Regions from separate parts of the Xenopus laevis genome. Here region 1 is linked to region 2. The links are chromatin contacts, called in public Hi-C maps. All regions are on one chromosome and are shown on one strand. The core of a region is the stretch at or near the end of the contact, and the rest is flanking DNA. Distances in the headings are between cores, read along the strand shown.

Region 1 (2,737 bases), core at 116-2,615, 50 kb before region 2:
GACACTGCAAATATTAATTAATTAATAAAGACCAGCTTGACGTTTGAGTAGGGGGCAGGGTTTTCACAATCATGACTAATGTGATGTACTTCCTCTCTTATTAGGGTAATGTCACACAGTAGGGCTCATATATAAACACTATTCAAATCTGCACCTGGGTAGTATCCCAAGCAACCAGTGATTAACTTTCTTAGCCAACTGCAGGTAGAACAATGAAAACATGCATCTGATTGGTTGCCATGGGTTACTGCCCAGTTGCCCAGTGTTCATGAATAACCCCCCAGTGTGTTTTCATAACAATAACCGCATTACAGTGGAGAAAAGAACAATAGATACTGCATTTGCCCTCTATGCAGAGAAATAGGAATAGGGCATAATTTAAGCATAATCTGCATATGTATGGTTTTTCAGCCCAAAATTCGCAAATCCCATTCATTCCTGTCACTTCATATACAGAACAGATGCTGGATGGATCAGCCGGTTTCATCAGACAGAATGCACTGTGCAGCACTGCCTTTATAGTTTATATACCCTTATTTTGAATACAAATGCATGAACGATATCTTCAGCTTTGAGAACCTTATTGGTGCTTATAAATATATTAATTAGGTCATCATTTTAGCTCACTGGTTGATATCTAAAAGGGTAATGTAAATTAGAATGGGGTTGTTCACAGTTTCCACCACTTGAGGACAGTGAAGCACTTACAAATGCACAAGTGTGCAACGTCACCTGGTAACCATATTACAGCTGTAAAGCAAAAGGCAAAGTCAGCCATTAGAAAATCCTGTGAGCTGTAACACAAGGGTTTCTGTAAGCCTCAGTGAAACTGTCACGCATAGTTTGGTGCTAAAAAAATTGAGCCTAGGCAGTGACTTAGTAGTTGCCACTTTCACACACAGTGCCTAAATTAACAGTGCACTTCTGATAAAAAGAAATAGCATATGTAAAAGCCCGTGGGAAGTTCAGCAACAAAATGAATACTTTTACTTGCCCCATTTTACTAGTCTAGGTGCTATTGAACAGGATCTTGTTAAAGTGTGCTTTGTCACTGTTCTTAAACATGCTTCCCCCCCCCCAACAAGTTATTTAATGTTGGCGCATATACATTATGATTTCCAAATATTTGGCTCTGTTCCTAGCAATTCCCTCTTAACCCTGTAATGGCAAAGTTACATATTGCATTGCTCTATAGAAAGGGTTAAACTGTATGCCAGGACAGCTGCTGCTTTAACAGAGGTACCACTGGGGGTGTAGCCACCTTAAGCCACACCTACCTTGTTAGCATCAGTCATGCCCACTGCCCCTGTGGCAACTTAACCCCTTTGCTGCCAGAGGCAAGATGAATGCAATGTAAAGCAATTTGTTGCAGGCCCATCTGGAAACATATAGGTTACTATCTCCCTCCTCCTCTGTTTCTTTTTTTTTTAAATGACACGTAAAAAAAAATAAAACAAGAGCATACAGGCTACTGTAGGGGAGTGCCCCTTTATAAACAGCCCCCTTTAATTATGTGAGGTCAACTTTTTTTTTTTTTTTTTACTTTTACCAAGAAGCAGCCAAAAAAAGAATATGAACCCATACAGATTCCCTTTTTCTAAATAATCCTTCCAGAGAACAGATCCTCTAAAACTTCAGGATCAGCAGGCTACCAACGGAAAGACATCTTTTTAATTCATCCACAAAAAAACACCCTTCCCAGGTGTCAGGTGCATTGAAATGCCAGAGGACTAGCAAAAGAGCAGGTACGTCAGAAGCCAAATAAGCACTATTTATTTTAAAGAACATGTGAGAACTGTGCCCAATTTTGAATGTTTTGTTCTGAATCACTTTTATTTTATTAATATGAATTCTGCTTCCCTGTTGCCCAGTTCATCTTTCTATGAACTCATGCAAATGCTCTTTTCCTATTAATTTAAGTGCAGGCTCTTCTTATAAATCTGTCTGCAATCTCTCCCTAGAAAACCTCCCCAATGCTTTATATTTCCTTCTGCTATTCCTCACTCCCAATCATTCCAAATACTTGTTACAATACATTTTCACTCTCTGTTTCTTCATTAAAGCTTATACATCGTATTACTATTCACTATTTATATAGAGCTGGCATAGTCCATAGCACTTTACGGAGATTATAAATCATTCACATCAGTCCCTGCCCCAGCAGAGTTTACAATTACATTTAATTTATGAATGTATCATTGTCCAGTCATTAATATGTATACTTGTATAACATGCTATTAGAAACATCTTTCAGCTCTTTTAATCCTTTATAATGCTTTTGGCGCAATGAACATATTCAGAAAGTCATCTGCTAACACTATATAGCTGTACCTTTTGCTGCAAAACATTTGTTAAATATAACACCTCCCATCCCCCAGCTTGCATCTCTCACTTCTCAAGTCTAATTTTACAGATCCTGCTGTTTCTTTGAAGTTTGACCTCTGTTCTTAATTAGACCTGAAAGGACCTTGCCGGATATAGACAGGAAAGTGGTAACTGAAGGGCTGTGTGGCTCTTTGGGATAATAATTATGCAGGGTAGTAGCAGACTTTACAGTTCTGTCTCCTCCATGCAGAAGAGAGCAGGGACTGATCAGCACAGACTGGGGATTGTAAAATCTTGAGATCTAGAATTTGCCAAGCATGTAAGCCCCCACATATGCATTAGATACAATCATAATACAATAATGAGAAAAATATATTTAAATTAGCATTTCAACAACAGTAACATGCAATCA
Region 2 (2,900 bases), core at 172-2,671:
TACATAGGTACTGCATATTTTGAGTTGGCCGTAAGCTCTGTAAGTGACAGCAGCACAGAGCAGTAAATCAGCAGAAAAGAAGATGGAGAACTACTGGGGCATCTTTGGAGACACATATCTTTACTGCTAAATGGCTGTGGTTGCCTTGGGCTGGTACAAAAGCCCAAACCATAATGTATAACATTTCTAGTCTACTTTTCTCTACTCCTTTAAGATAGCATGTGTGATGAAGAAGCAGAAGCTACTAGAATTTTAAGGTGCAAAGTGTCTGATAAAAGCCTGACCAGAATTGCACCCAGGCTTTACGTGAAGCTGCATTTACAAAATGCACTTTTTTTTATTAGCTCCAAAAAGAAACATACAATACAGATTGAGACATGCCATACAGTCATGAAAATTGCACTTTTTGATAATGTAACAGGGCATAACTGTAACAACATCACTATTGTGCATACAAACTTGTTTTTACAATGTCATATATAAACATTTACAGTTTAATGTGTTTCAGAACAGATAACAATCAGCTAAGTTCTGGCACATAGCCATAACTTTATAATAAACATGCCTTTGTGGCCCCAGCTAAAGCTAAAGTACTTTAATGAGCTCTATACCGAATATGCAAAAGTAGCTGGTGATGTGGCACTACAGTGGCAGATGCACAATGGAAAGTCTTTAGTGGCAGATATTATATTTATATAATTATATAAATTGCATTTGAAAGCCAGTTAGATAATCATTATATTACATAGACTGTAGTGCCATCTAATTCATCATTGTTGTCTTTGAGATAATCTGTTTTCCTAACTCTCCCTGAAGTGCACCCCAAGCTGTGGGCCTGGGTACAGACACCGAGTTGTTCTGTGTAGGATTGGTGACCAAGATACCACCTTACCCCATTCCCACTGCCAAGCTATGGATAAACCTGCAACAAGTATGCGCTGCACCTTACAGAGATGCCCACCATCCCGCTGGATCACAGGTGAATGGGGAGAGGTGAGTATCATATTGTACGCAATTAATTAATTTTTATTAAAGATGATTTTATAACATGGCTTCCTTTCAGTGTTCAGCTAATTGTGGCCTTGGGCAACAGAGACGATCTGTGCAATGCCTGAGTCACATAAGACAGCCTTCGATAGAATGCACAGAGTCTCTCCGTCCATCTGCAATGCAGCAGTGTGAAAACAAATGCCTGGCCGACCCCTCTGACAGTCCAGATGGTAAGACTTTTATCATTTACTCAAAGCAGAAGTCACATAGCAAATGTTCTATCTGTCTATCGTATCTTTATTTTACACAGTCCTGCTACCATCTGCTGCTTGCTTCTAAATCTCCTTTTTTACATCTTACCCTTTTTGTGCCTCTGTCATTTCTCCCTCCCCTAGAGAGCACAACGCTTTTTTCCCCAGCCTATAACACACACACTTTAGGAACCTCCTCTCTCTTCCAGACTCAGACAGGACCCTTTCTCTAAATTCCACCTACTTTTATCTGACTCTCTCTCTGCAGAATGTAAGGATGTGAACAAGGTGGCGTACTGCCCTCTGGTGCTGAAGTTTAAATTCTGCAGCCGACCTTACTTCAGACAGATGTGTTGCAGAACCTGCCAAGGCCATTGATCTTCTCTCACAACAGCCATCTCTCTGGATATATTTTCTCTATCTTGAAGTTGGCATATAATGTCAGCTCTCTGTTTTATACCATGTTTTCTTTCACATCTACAGACTCTAGTCTTCATCTCATCACACATGCCAAGGCTTCCTTATTCGGTATCTATTCAATGTGTCATCTGCTTAAAACCTATAAGTGGGTGCAGCCTGGTGGTCTGTAGATATGTTTGGCACACGAAGCGAAAGCACTGAGATGTCAGTACTAATTGAACAAATCCAGTCTTGCCATTTTGCAAACATTATAGCTGCAGGCTGTAATGTTTCTGTGCCAATGCAAATTAACGTACTGTATGTACTGACATTTTGTACTTCAGAAAGGGAAACTAAAAAGCAGTATTTCATACCTACATGAAAATCTGACAAAAGATTTCAGTATCTTCTTATTTAACTTTTTTTTTTTACCCACTGTATTTTATTTACTCAGTTTCACTGCTTCAGTTTGTAAATCCCTCATCAGCTTAGTATGGCCATATGCACTCAAGAACCAGTGAATCAGCAGGGGATGTGAAACTAGTGTAGTAAAGAGGATGCAAGTGTGGAGTGCTTTCAGGGAAACATTATAAAACACTTCTCAATATGAAAAACGTTTCATACATTCAACTTTTGTTTACTCCTCATTTTCCTACACTACAATTCTCCCAAAGTCTTTCATTCCGAATTTTCCAATTTCCTCAACCCCAAAATCTTTGAGTCATTCTAAATTCTAATAAGATCTGTAAGAGTTTTTCCTTTTTATTGCTTAGGTGCTATTTAAGCCATATACAGATGCATTGAGGGTTCTTTTAAGCCATTTCCCCTTGTGGCCTGTGGATATTCAAAGCACTGCTGGAAGACAAGGGGGTGATTCCCTAGTTACTAATATCTTTATTAAAGAAAGAAATATATTTTATAATCTGTATAAATGAATTGCCCTTCCAATACTTTTTCCATTATTTACAAACAGAGCAGCTTTAAATTGGGTATGAGTTGATCAAAATATACATATGGGATCTGTTATCTGGAGAAAACTGTTAACCAGAATGTTCTAAAAACTGGCAATATCTTTATATTACTTAAATAATCAGTTCTTTATTTTAGCCCATTTTACTGCAATTACTATATAAACCAGTGCCTTCCAGATAGCAGGTCCCATACCTGTAAGGCTTTGGGCAATGTTATCTATAGGTAATATGTAATCTAATTTTTTTCTGCCTTTAATTGCTGTTAAACTAAAAGAATTTCAACAACAGT

What was found. A called contact is a pair of places that touch in the nucleus more often than the background predicts.
Region 1: a Hi-C map of the XTC cell line shows a contact between it and region 2, with 4 times the contacts expected there. The contact joins the promoter of adamts10.L here to the enhancer-like site in region 2. A contact is called at or near these places in 2 of 4 Hi-C or Micro-C datasets (the XL177 cell line and the XTC cell line).

Annotation. Positions count from the first base shown.
Region 1 is chr1L:111,358,804-111,361,540 of Xenopus_laevis_v10.1, reverse strand. It overlaps adamts10.L (A disintegrin and metalloproteinase with thrombospondin motifs 10), which reads left to right and starts at 1,365. Exons shown (of 25, transcript XM_041562058.1): 1 at 1,365-1,745.
Region 2 is chr1L:111,308,877-111,311,776 of Xenopus_laevis_v10.1, reverse strand. adamts10.L (A disintegrin and metalloproteinase with thrombospondin motifs 10) reads left to right here. Exons shown (of 25, transcript XM_041562058.1): 23 at 817-993; 24 at 1,064-1,220; 25 at 1,510-2,900. The coding sequence ends at 1,619. Among protein-coding and RNA genes, the nearest start is that of myo1f.L, 7.2 kb to the right of the region's middle. Within about 2 kb of position 1,421, at least 1 of the 7 cell types and tissues checked has an H3K27ac peak or open chromatin away from gene starts, as enhancers often do.